2 separate regions of the Sus scrofa genome follow, and region 1 is linked to region 2. The links are chromatin contacts, called in public Hi-C maps. All regions are on one chromosome and are shown on one strand. Each heading gives the region's core, a stretch centred on a gene start, on an enhancer-like site or on the middle of the called end of the contact. The rest is flanking DNA. Distances are from core to core; before and after follow the strand shown.

Evidence for each region. Hi-C and Micro-C count contacts between places; a contact is called where the count stands out from the background.
Region 1: a Hi-C map of skeletal muscle shows a contact between it and region 2, with 9 times the contacts expected there. The contact joins the promoter of USF1 here to the promoter of TOMM40L in region 2. A contact is called at or near these places in 1 of 47 Hi-C or Micro-C datasets (skeletal muscle) and 1 of 2 datasets of contacts at active chromatin or transcription factors (alveolar macrophages).

The regions. Positions count from the first base shown.
Region 1 is chr4:89,392,946-89,399,245 of Sscrofa11.1, reverse strand. USF1 (upstream transcription factor 1) reads right to left here and starts at 4,051. Exons shown (of 11, transcript NM_001190245.1): 1 at 3,961-4,051; 2 at 1,850-1,942; 3 at 1,437-1,486; 4 at 1,164-1,279; 5 at 761-862; 6 at 324-519; 7 at 1-74. The coding sequence starts at 1,857. It overlaps ARHGAP30 (rho GTPase-activating protein 30), which reads right to left. Exons shown (of 11, transcript XM_021089545.1): 11 at 5,056-6,300. The coding sequence ends at 5,817.
Region 2 is chr4:89,232,432-89,239,024 of Sscrofa11.1, reverse strand. It overlaps TOMM40L (mitochondrial import receptor subunit TOM40B), which reads left to right and starts at 3,521. Exons shown (of 10, transcript XM_003125660.4): 1 at 3,521-3,761; 2 at 3,982-4,234; 3 at 4,526-4,593; 4 at 4,888-4,980; 5 at 5,247-5,348; 6 at 5,497-5,602; 7 at 5,783-5,905; 8 at 6,010-6,086; 9 at 6,269-6,371; 10 at 6,510-6,593. The coding sequence starts at 4,120. APOA2 (apolipoprotein A2) reads right to left here and starts at 1,511. Exons shown (of 4, transcript NM_001186294.1): 1 at 1,482-1,511; 2 at 1,239-1,314; 3 at 816-948; 4 at 1-133. The coding sequence starts at 1,290. The coding sequence ends at 16.

The DNA of each region.
Region 1 (6,300 bases), core at 2,802-5,301, 160 kb before region 2:
GGTCCTGGGAGCAATAGAGCGCTGGCTGCCACCTTGTAACACTTCTTGTGGTGACATCATCACAAAGAACTGACCTGTGAAGATGTAGGGGAGGTGCTGTCAGGACATGGGACTAGGAACCTCACCAAGCTCTAAGGCCAAAGCCCTGGGACCCTCCTCTAAAAAGAACATCCTTCCTCCTGCTGGAAGGGCAGCCCCGGACTCACTGCCTACCCAGGTCTTAGTGATCATTAAGGGATCATGAATAAAGGCCCACTGCCCACCGGTTGTGTCCCACAGTCTATCCTAGACCCTCCAGCCAGCATCCTCACACAATATCTCACCAGTGCCAGGAGGGGTCGCCTGCCCCAGTAGTGCCTCTGAGCCCTGGGTAGTAACAACAGCTGCTGTACTCCCCGATGTGGTACCCCCTGCCCCATCTCCCACTGCAGTGCTGGGGAAGTAAGTATAGTGCGTCTCAGCAGCTGTCCCCTCTGTGTCAACTGCATCATCACTCGTGAACGCACCCTGGATCACGGCCTGGGAAAGGGAGCAGAAGAAAAGAGAGAAGTGACAGTCAGATACTTTCAGTGCATTACTCTACTACTTCTATCCCTAGGGAGGAGGGAAGTAGAAACATCCAGAAAGGGAGAGCCTAGAGCTTTGGGTCAAGGCAGCTATAGCTGCCTCACCATCCCGTGCCACACCCCCATCCTATTGGTTCCCTTCTTCGTCTCCATACTCAGAGCTCCAGTCCCCTCCCCAGTCCATACGCCTGTACCTGGGTCATGGATTGAGTGGCAGGGTAGCCACTGATGGCGCCAGTCCCCTCAGTCTGGCCATCCAGCTGCCCCTCAGACACCTGGATCACCCTGTACATCACCTAGAGGCAAGGAGGAAAAGGGAAGAAGGGGAAGGGAGAACAAGAGAGTAAGTGCCAGGGACAGGGTCCCCAAACAAGAATCCTTCAGAAACATACAGTTAGCCATTCCCTTGCCTTTCCCCATATAGAGGTTTCAGCATAACCCCTACCCCACACCAATCTCTACTCCACCCCCCACCTTCCAGACAGTCCACATCTTCACCTCATCCTCCAATCCAGGTCTCCCCATGTGACAGGTTCAGTTACCTCCCCCATTCCCAATCCCAGATAACACCTGCAGCCACCTGGCCCCCTCCCTTACCTGGCCCCCATTTTCAGTTCGGAAGACGTACTTGACGTTGGGGTCAGGGAAAGTGGCAGCTGACTGGATGCTGGCAATTGCCACACTGGTTGGGTCCTCCCCAGTTGCCACCGCACCTGAATTAAAAGGAAAAGTCTGTGAGTTACTGCCTTTTCCTCTCTGTTCCACCTACGTGTCATTTAGAAGAAGGTTACACAAGTGATGGGCCCATGGGGTGGGGGAGAGGCCCCAGTGGGCTCTTGGTCTTAGCTCAGTTCTGTTTCTCCCACTTACCTTCCTGAATCTGCACTGTCCCCTCTTCCGTTTCAGCTGTTTTCTGCTGCCTGTTTGTGAGGGGACAAAAAAATATGGGAAAAAGTGAATGAAAAGCTCACTGGCCCAATAACATATGGCTCCCAAACTCACTGGCACTCCCAGCAGATGCTCGGTTAGGTCAGAATAACAAGAGCTAGTATTTATTTAGTGCTGAGCTAAGCACTTAACAGGCAATATCTTACTTAGTACTAAGAACAGCACTGTGTGGTAGGTAGCACTGCCTGCATTTTATAAACAGGAAACCAGATCACATAGCTAGGTGATGGAGCTGGGACCTAAATCTAGGTCTGCCTGACTCCAGAATCAGTGCTCTTAGCCATTTTGCATTCTCCCAGGCCTCCCAAACCAGACCCTACCTCTTCTTCACTCACCCCTTCATCTCTCTGTGAGGGGGCACATCCGAGGAACTGGTCCTTCTTTGGAAGTCTTCGTATCTCCTGCCTCACAGGCCTGAGTGCTAAGTCCTGGTAGAAATCAGGAAGTCTAGTGAGTCTAAGAAACTGGAAGTCTCCTCTTTCTAGAACTAGGCTCCATGAAGACACATCCAGGAACATAAACCAATCATCTGCAGGGGACAATCAGCTTTCTCCATTCTGATGCTGAAGACTGTCTACAGTGACTGAAAGAGCAATTATATGAATAGTGTTTCTCGCCCCTCCAATTATCACTCCAACTCCTGATGGAGAAGAGATAATTATACTGAAAGACTAAGAAATAACGTATTTCTGGATGGATTATTATTAAAGCTATCATGATCTGCCATGACATGGAGATTAGAAGGACCATGTTTAGACCACAGCTATCAAAAAACACAAGGTCTTGGATGTTGATGCTTCTTCCCACTTCTCAAGCATATATTGTACATCAAGAAATTCCTGTCCTCAAATCTAAGAAAGGGAAACCTGAACCCACTGGAGAACCTCCAGAACCATAAAAGACCAGATTTGGCCCTTGGGCATCATTCTACTGACAGGGCTCTTGTTTTGGGAGTCCAGATTTACCTCATTCATTAAAGACCCTAAAGCCCAAGTGTATCCTCTTCAAGCCCCTTCTATTTTATTCACTAAGCCTTCCTGTAGAACAACACAGTTGCTAAAATGTTGCCATGACAACTCCAAATCAACCAAGCCTCAGCAAGAAGAGGGAAACTCCAGGTTCAGGGTTTGGAAGAAGAGATAATGGAGGAAGAATCCATCTAAGAGGTGCCTGCCTTACAACCCTGACACTGAAGTTCTCTTGCGGCACAGCGGTAAGGATCCAGCAGCAGTTGTCACTGCAGTGGCCTGGGCTGCTGCTGCGGTGCGGGTTCAACTCCCGTCCTGGGAACTTCCACATGCCCGCCCCCACCCCCTGCTAGGCCAAAAGAAAAAAAAAAAAAAAAAAAAAAAAGACCCTGACACCCAGTGGGGGTAAGTGAGGGTGGCGGCGGCAGGAAAAACAAAGGGCTGAGAAGACAGATGCCTCTAGAAAGAAATAGCAATATAGTACAAAGCAATAAGTAATCCCGACAGGAAAGGGGTAAGATTTTTTTAAGTTCTCTACCTGTAAGGGTCTCCCAAACCTTTATCTTCAGCGGTTAAGTCATGGAAAGCCCATATCCAAAGTGTTCACAAAAAAGAAAAAAAAAGGAACTGAAAATGAAACTGTCCGGAGCAAGTAGCGCTGCAATTAAGATCCGGTCCCTAAGGGGGAAGTAGCACCAGTATTTCGGGACCACCTACCTCTCCATCCTCGAACGTACGGAGGAAGTGCCCCTCTGAAGCTTGCTGCGCTGACAGCAGAAGGAAGCAATGAAACAAGAGGGCAGGGCAGAGGAGGCGTCTCTATGGCCCACAGCTGTCAGCCGGGGCAGCCTCTGAGGACGCCCAGCAACGGGGTCAAGATACTTATTCAAATCTTAGTAGGGCATCCAGAAGCATTTCCTGAGCGTTAGGGGTATGCGACAGGAAAGTGGGATAGGATGTCGTAGCGTGCACGCTCAGGCAAAGGGGGGGGGGGGAGAGCCCTGGCTAAGTCTGGACACAAAGGGAAAATAATCAAGTCCCCAAAGAAGGCTGGCGCCTAGACCTTGCCTGAGAATGCGGCGTCTCCCTGCAGGCCCATCAAGCAGTAGGCGCTTAAGAGCTGAGCGCCGGTCGGGCGCGAGCCCAGGAGCCCGCGCCGTGACCCGTCCAGCCCGGCCCGTCACATCCCGAGACCCCGCTGCTCCGCAGAGGCAGGAATTGAGGCCGGGGGTTCAGCGGATCCCGTGGTCTTGGCCCCGCGGCCCGCGGCTGCCATCGAAGGAGAGCGCGCCCGGGGGCGGGGAGTGAGTTCGGCCCACAAAAGGGGGTAGGAGATAAAGATCAGGCACGGCCCCCTCCCTCCAAACAAAAGCTTCCGCCCCAGGAGTTTCTGGACCTAAAAAACGGAAATAAAATCGAAGCTGCTCTCCCCCGCCTGCCCACCCAGTCTCCAGACTCTCGTCGGGTCCTGCACTCACCAGCCAAGGCCGCCGCAGGCTCCTATTTCCCTGGACCGAGTTCTCCCTCTCTCGACTCGGGTAGCTCCTTGGACAGCTGATCATGCGCACTACCGGCTCACAGCCATGTTGGTGAGGGGCGGAAGTGTCTCCTCCCGTCCGCCCAGCCTACACAGCCTCTGTGCTGCCCCACTTCCGTTCGCTCCATCTTGCCGGGGGCTGAAGGATGCGAGCGTGTTGGAGGTGTTGCTGGGGTGGGGAAGAAGCCACGACCGGGGATCCTTGGAGAATGACACTGAAGTCCTAGTCGCTCTAGCAAGGACGGAAGAAAGACGACTAACTTGGTGCTACTATTTTTCTGCTGGACAGGGCCTTTTTAGCTCCAGGAGAAGGGCGTGAGAGAGGCCAGCTTGGATCAAGCGAGGGACATCGGATGGAGGCGCCATCTTTAACAAGGGCTCTTTGGGAGGCCATCTTGGATCAGTATACCTGTTTGTGGTTGCTTATTAGACATTAGGACATAGCTGGTATAAATAGATCTGGATATACTTATTTGTATTAGGGTTAGAAGGCACCTAAAGACCCTCCAGGGCTTCCAGTTTTTGAGAGGCTCACAGTTTCTGGGAGAGGCATCTTGATTCCCATTCTTTTTCAGTCAAGACCTACCCTCAAGTTGCGGGGGCGGTAATGAGACGAGTTCAGAGCCTGGAGCCAGACAAACTCGGGTCTCAGACCTAACTCTGCCACTTCTTGGCTCTGAAACCTTTGGCAAACCTTTTGACTTAATTTAGTTTCCTCATCTGTGAAATGGATTTACCTGTACCAACCTTTTAGAATTATTAAGTGGATTCAGAAAAATCAGGAGCATAGACTATGTGCACATAGAATACCTAGCCTTTACTGGCACATAATGAGCATTATGCAAATATAAGTTTCTCTTCCGCATTTCCTGACCACCATGAACCCAGCTCTAGTTTCCAGCCGCAGGTCTCTATGGCAACAACTGAGGAAGAGCACCCAAACAATAAAAGCAGAAAAGACAACGAATGGTCAAATATTTGAAAATATGATACCTGTCACTCAAGACTTTAATAAGAGTAATGAAACTCCACACTATTTACGTGTAAAAATACAACTTTTATTATGAGACATTGCCCCTTGGGATTCGTGGCCCCCAGCCTATCCAGACAAGTAGTCCCAGGGTGTAAGTGACATCATTCCCCTTCCCTGAAATAGGAAGTTATTCCGAAGGGAAAAGAAGAGGGCAGAGAGATCTGTACAAGACCTCTCTGTCTTGAGATGCAGGGAGGCAGAAAGTAGGGGAGCTAGGAAGGGAGCCTGTCCCTCCAACAAATACTACAGGGTTCAAAAAGTTTCTTGGACATGTTCCTCCTAAGCTGAGGAGCAGGAGGCGTTTAACAGCCCCAAAGTAGAACAAGGATGGGTAACTCTAGAAGTGTTTGTGTATAATAAGCTCCGATATGGCCCTGACCTCTGCCTTTACCCTGGACTTCCATGAAGAGAAGTTCATTGCCTCAGAGGATGGCAGGAACTTGGCTGGAGTTCCCCCGTCATTCTTCACTTTGAGAAACCTGTAAGTTTTTCTACCTACTCTTTGTTCCCTTTGGCCAATGACCCCACTCTCTGGGAACAGGATCTTGGTGACTCTTTCTGGAATCTCCTAAGGGATAAGTGCTTTGTGTCTGAGACAAGCTCAAGTAAACAGAGATAGTGCCTCTCACAGTCAAAGAGAAACTGGAGGGCCAAAACCTATAGGGTTGGGCACTACAGCTACTCAGGCTGCAGAAGAGACAGCTTCAGAAACCACGGAGTTTCAAGACAACTACTGTCCTCTTTGCCCTGTGGTCTGGTCCTAATCACAGTCCCTTCCCTTTCCCAGAGTTAGCCTGTGTTTCAAATGCATATGATCGGCGCTGGGGAGGCGCAAGGGGGTCAGGGAGCTGAGGTTCTTTAGGGGGCAGACTAAGCCGACTCCGGGATCCAGACCCTTCTGTGCCTTCAGCTGGGAGCTCCAGGCAGCTAAGGGGCCTAGAAGAATGGGCAGGGATCGTGCTATAGGGGGAGGTTTTAGGGATGAGGCTGTAGTCCCCAGCCCCAGTACAGGTCTGGGTCCGCCGAACGCTCTGAACTTCAGTCCTCTGGCGGTCCCGGGCCAGGGCAACAGCAGCATCAAAGGAAAGACTGCCCCCATTCCTCCAAGAGGAGCGGGAAGCTCTGGTACCCCAGGCCCTTTCCCCAGGAGTCCCATCAAGCCGGCCAGGCCTCGGGCATGGGTTTGCTGGTGCCACGTGGATCTTGCCACACATTGCAGTGGGCATTCTGGCAAACTGTGGTTTGGGA
Region 2 (6,593 bases), core at 2,272-4,771:
AGTGGTCTGGACACCTCACTGGGCAGTAGGCTGAGTTTTGAGGCCAATGAAACTGCTCAAGAAGTTAAAGATATCAGTTCCAGCCTTCTTGACCAAGGGTGTCAGCTGCTCCTGTGTCTTCTCAAAGTAAGTCCTGGATGTGTGAGACATTAGAGTTAGTGTGAGGGACTGGCAGGGGCCTTCTTGGTGGTGGGGTGAGACCCAAGTGACCAAATTCTAGTGCCTGGTCTCTCCTGGCATGGCAAAGCTCTTAGGAGGAGAGGCAAGCCCTCTACCAGGCAGAGGAACAGACTCTAGAGATAGAAATTCAAAGCCCAGTTCATGCTGCCCCTCTCTGTCCAAAAGGTCCATTGGATTTAGGGGGAGATGAGGAAATTTTCTTTCCTTTTCTTTCTTTCTTTCGTTCGTTCGTTCGTCCTTCCTTCCTTCCTTCCTTCCTTCCTTTCTTTCTTTGTCTTTTGTCCTTTTAGGGCTGCACCCGAGGCATATGGAGGTTCCCAGGCTAGGGGTCTAATCAGAGTTGAAGCCACCGGGCTACACCAGATCCGAGCCAAGAATGTGAACTATACCACAGCTCAAGGCAACGCTGGATCCTTAACGCACTGAGCAAGGCTAGAGATCAAACCTACAACCTGATGGTTCCTAGTTGGATTTGTTTCCACTGTGCCACAATGAGAACTCTGGAATTTTCTTTCTAATTTAAACCTCATCCTCCCTAACCCCCATCCCTGAGCTCAATCTTCTGTGGGACCTTGGAGCTTCCCCTCTTTCTCTCCCCAGCCCCTGGTCCTTGAACCCCTTTTGCTGAGACTTACTTGGCCTGAGTTTGAAGTTCTGAGCCCTTGGCCTTCTCTATCAGGTCCTTGCCAAAGTCAGTCACGGTCTGGAGGTACTGAGAGACCAGGCTCTGCAGACACGGCTCCTCTGCCTGTCTCCGAACCAAAGCCCCTGCGTGTACATAGAAATACGCACACACACAAACACACATGTCTTGTCAGCTGGGTCCCCAACTATGAGGCCCACGTCTCTGCCAGTATTCAGCCCCAGCTCTCAGCCCCCTCCCCAAACAGGTATCCAGCTCCAGGTCTTTGGATGGGCTTTATGGGCTTTAGCGAGGGCATGATTTTCCTTGTAAGCGCTTCAGTTGTCAGACCTGGGCATAGGCTCACAGACAGATGGACAGCTAGGACCCAAGCAGTTTTTTTCCGCCTTGGGATCCCTCTCCATAGCACACTCACCTTCAAGGCTACAGATAGTGAAGAGCAGCACAGCTATGGCAAGCAGCTTCATGGTGTTAATGGTGGGAAAAGTGGCCTGCGAACAGTTGGGCACAGGGGAGGATCATGAAGCTGAATTGACTTCAGCCCCTCCCCAGGGACCACCTTGCCTAGATGTCCACACCAACCTGATTCCCTCCCTTTCCACAATTAAATCCCGGTCCTCTTTGGATGCTGCCCACACCTCTTGCTCCCTTACGGTACCTGTCAGTGTCGCTGTCCTTGCCGAATGTGCCTGGCCTGGCTGGGGAGGAGCTATATATCTGTCTGCTTCCCCACCCCCCTCTCAGGTAACAAGGACTTTGGAGGGGCCCAGTGAGGCAAGAACTATATTGGAGTAAACAAATTGGAAACATGGGGGAGGAGAGGATAAGAACATGGGGGACTCAGGATGAAGGGGTGGGAGGCAGGAGTGGAGGCCAAAGTGGGTGTCAAAGGGATACACTTTAGGTCTATTCAAGATTCATGCCTCTGGGGCCTGGGGCCAATAGTCCTTGGATTTGAATGCTTTAGGAAGCAGGATTTCTGTTTTTGTTTTTGTTTTTGTTTTTTCCTAGAAAACTCCGACATATCAAGCCCATAGCCCTTGCCATCTTTGTCCCTTCATGGGTAGATATCATCTCCCAAGCCTACCTCCCTTCACTGCAACTTGGCGGAGAGGTTATTGGGGAACAGAAGAAAGGACATGAAATCAGGGGCAGGAGTGAGGGGAATGTAGGTTAGGGGAAGAAGGGTTAGGTTCAGAGGGCAGGTATGATTGACTCTGTCCCTTTTTGAGTTAATGTGTAATGAATGAGAAGGGGAGAAAACAGAGCCCAGAATGACCTTCCTGAGAGCTGATCAGAGAGCACAGCCCACCCCCAATAAAACAAATTCAGAAAGCAGCCTCTTCCCTGCCCCTGAATTGGCGTGTTCTGGAGGAAAAATGAATGAAAGGCTTCTACCAAGGATAAAGGTTGAAGGTCTCTGGGCATTGGATCCCCTTATCAGTTCTAGGCGGTGGTCAGTCAGTATGAGTCAGCAGGGGCCATAGTATCCTGACCAAGGCCCCCGGCCCTAATCCCTGGACTGATTGTGAGGGAGGGCAGAGGTGCATTCCCCAGGCCTACGGCTTTTGGGTGAAATCAGCTCAACAGATATCAGAAGCATTTGTATCTTTCATCCTTTTGCCCTCAGACGTGTATGTAGAACATTCCTGAGAGATGGGAGTGGTAATGTAAGAGATAGTGAGGGAGGCAACAGGAACCCAAGAGATTTTATTCCATTTTCAACTATTCTCCTGTGGAGCACTTAGAACTTTTTTTTTCTTTTTGCCTTTTCTAGGGCCGCTCCCGTGGCATATGGAAGCTCCCAGGTTAGGGGTCTAATCAGAGCTGTAGCCACCGGCCTACGCCAAAGCCATAGCAACGTGGGATCCACAGCAATGTGGGATCCCTGCTGCTTCTGCAACCTACACCACAGCTCACAGCAACACCAGATCCTTAACCCACTGAGCAAGGCCAGGGATTGAACTGGCAACCTCACAGTTCCTAGTCGGATTCGTTAACCACTGAGCCACTACGGGAACTCTGAGCACTTAGTACTTGAAGGGCACTCCATTGACTTGTCCCTGGCTTTGGAGTGGAGTGCATTTGAGGGCAGGAGTCCACATGCCTAGATTTTATTTGCCAGCTCTGCCTAGGGACTCAGGGAAGGGCCAGTTCTTTCAGGGAACAGAGCTAAGGCTGCATCCCATGCTCCTCTACCCCAAACTCTCACACCCATTTCCATTCTACCGAGAGGTGAACTTTGAGAGGCGTGGACCTCCAGGGAGGGAAGTGTGGGTCCATTTTCCTAGGGAGAGCTGTATTTGTGACTCGAAGTCATCTGAAGGTGTACTGTGCGCTATGAAGGACTTTGAGGAAGAGTCCCCAGGGGTTCTGGGGGTGTATGTAGTGGGGGCACCTAGGAGTTACATGAAGCAATGTTCAAAAATGTTTTCACAGTGGTTCCCCCAGCCATACTTCACAAAACGTGTCTTCAGGTTAGATGGTGCAGGGATCTTTAGTGGCTCAAGCTCCAAGATGCTCCCTCTAGTGTCTTGCATGCTCAAAGATTCTTTCCGACCTTGGAGAGGCAGGGCGATCTAAGGCCATCTACTTGAGTAAGTCTAAGAAGCCACCAATCAAGCTCCGCCTGTCTCTGCAGTGCCGGGGTTGGAGCTTTCTGAATGTGAGGTCTGTCTTTCCTTTGTTTCCTCTTCTCCCATTGGCTTGTGGTCAGCAGCCAGGCAGTTTTTTTTTTTTTTTTAAATAGATTGGGCGGAGCCCAATATAGGGAGGATTAGGAAATCTTTTTTTTTTTCGCCCGGTTCCAAGATGGCGCCCATGACCACGCTGGGAATGCAGCGTGAAGCCGCAGTTATGCCATCACTCAAGATGGCTGCCCCCATCAAGATGACCGGGGTGTGTCGGGGGGAAAGGGGCAGCATGAAGGTCTGAGACGGTAAGGGTTATTGCTCCACCGCAAGCCTCGCCTTGGGGCCTGGGAATGAAGAGTAGAAAGACTAGGAAACTGGGTGAGCTCTGTGGTGGAGGCAAGAATTAGAGCGGGGGGGAGGGTACAGGGGTGACAGGTGGGGTGAGGAATTAAAAATGGGATGGGAGTGTGCTTGGGGTTCAAACTCCCCACCAGTGCCTTCTCCCACCTACTCTTCTTGTTCCAGGTCTAGCGTCGGACCATGTGGAAGTTTCTGGGATTAGGGAGCCAGATAATGGGGGGTGGGGCCCGTGGTGGGTAGCGGGAGCAATAGCGTCCTTTCCCAGGCGAACCCCGGCTCCCCTCCCCTCTCCTCTGGACTGAAATGGGGAACACATTGGGCCTGGCACCGATGGGCGCTTTGCCCCGCCGGAGCCCCCGTCGAGAGGAACCTCTCCCCAACCCTGGGAGCTTCGATGAGTTGCACCGGCTATGCAAAGGTGAGAACTTGGCATTTGGACGCCTCAGGTTGAAGAGGCAGAGAAGGGGAGGGAAATGCTGGGTGTCCAGTGATGGGAGCAGAAAAGAGGATGTCACAGCTGGGGTATGCAGCCTCAGGGAGGATCAGGTGCCCCAATGGAGGGGAGCATTTCCTGTTGCAGCACTTGAAAGGAGGTCAATTCCTCCAAATCACTGTCTATGGGATTGAAAGGGGAGACTACTTCGTGGGTTGGAGGTTCCTTGTCTGTGCTTATTCCTTCCCTTCCCCCCCTCCCCTCCACTCCCTTCAGATGTATTCCCAGCACAGATGGAGGGAGTGAAGCTCGTTGTCAACAAGGTTCTGAGCAGCCATTTCCAGGTGCTCCCACTTCTCTGGCCCCTCCTTACTACTCCTCCCTTCCTGTCCCTGGACCCTCTTCTTTCCTTTGTACCCCAGTTTTAGGCAGGCTATATGGGACAAAAGAGGGAGGATATGGGGGCTCTACTTCCTTTGCCTGTGGGACTTGTTGCTTTTAATCTGATGACCCGCTGCATATGTTGGAATGTATGGGTTTCTTAAAAGACCCGCTGGATGGGGAGAAGATGAAGGGTGGGATGGGGGATTGAAATGGAGCAGGAATGTTCTCTCTTCCACTGACTTTTCTTTCTTCAGGTGGCTCACACTGTGCATATGAGTGCTCTGGGTTTGCCCGGCTATCACCTCCATGCGGCCTATGCAGGGGACTGGCAACTTAGCCCCACTGAGGTGAGGGCTCCACACACCTGGGTTATCCCCGAAAAGCCCAGTTGGGACCCAGGTGTAGAGGAGGAGGAAATGTGTGTGTTCTGGGGAAGAATAGGTAGGGCACCTCCTCTGTGTTTCTGCTGAATGGGAGAGGGTAGAAAACATTTCTGTGATGTCTCTGTGGCTCCACTAGGGGGCGCTGGGCACTGTTAAAGAAATCCTACATTTGGCTTTAGTCGGAGTTGGTGCCACCCAGTTCATTCCTAACTGTGGACACTTTTCAACAGGTGTTCCCCACTGTGGTAGGAGATATGGACAGCAGTGGCAGCCTCAACGCCCAGGTCCTGCTTCTCTTGGCAGAGCGGCTCCGAGCCAAGGCTGTCTTCCAGGTGACCCATGGTTCCTGCTTCCATCCACTGAAGCATTTCCTCCTTCTCCTCCAGGAGTGTCCTGCTCTGGGGGCTCCAGGGGGAGGAGAAGCAGCACGAGTGATTATAGAGAGGGAGGGCAATTTTACTTCTTGCTCTCCCTACCCAGACTCAGCAGGCCAAGTTCCTGACATGGCAGTTTGATGGCGAGTATCGGGGAGATGACTACACAGCCACTCTGACCTTAGGAAATCCTGACCTGATTGGGGAATCGGGTGAGGAATTGGCACAGGGTTCTTTTTGTCTTGGCTGCCCATTTGCTAATAATGTTGGCTGTGCCTCTTCGTTGTTGGTTCAGGGATTAGTAAAGAAACTTCTTGGGCAGGCTGGGGTGGGGGCTGCTGGAGGTGAGGGAGCAGGCTTTCCTCTATGACTGACTCCATGTCTCCCCACAGTGATCATGGTCGCTCACTTCCTGCAGAGCCTCACTCATCGGCTGGTGCTGGGAGGAGAGCTAGTTTATCATCGGAGGCCAGGAGAAGAAGGGGCCATCTTGACACTGGCTGGGAAGTACTCGGGTATGGGGTGAGGAGGAATAGTGATGGGGAGGACTCGGCTGGGGTTCCTGGCCTGTGTTCTACTACAGTAATGCTCCTTTTCTCTTGTACTTTGGTTTTTACAGCTGGACACTGGGTAGCTACATTGAATGTGGGATCAGGTGGGGCCCATGCAAGTTATTACCACAGGGCAAATGAACAGGTGAGTCTACTGATCCCATCTCCCACCCCAGCAAGTCCCTCCGGACCTGCTGACCTTCTGTTCCTCCTGCCCACACTGCACAAGCATTTCATGAGTGCCTTCATTCTTGCTGATGCCCTGTCAGGACTCCTCTAGTCTTCACTCAGACAGATTCCTCTCCCCTCCTTGCCTGTGGTTCTCAGGTTCAAGTTGGAGTAGAGTTTGAGGCAAACACAAGGCTACAAGACACAACCTTCTCCTTTGGTTACCACCTGACTTTGCCCCAGGCCAACATGGTGTTTAGAGGTAAGGGTTATTCAGATGACATTCAGAGGTGCTAAGGGACTGGGGGTCGGCAGTGGGATGGAAACTCTGCCTCACTTCAGCAGATCCCTTTCTCCAAGACCTATTAAATAACCTAGTGTATATTCTCTTTCCCAACAGGCTTGGTGGATAGTAACTGGTGTGTGGGTGCTGTGCTGGAGAAGAAGATGCCCCCCCTGCCCGTCACCCTAGCCCTCGGAGCCT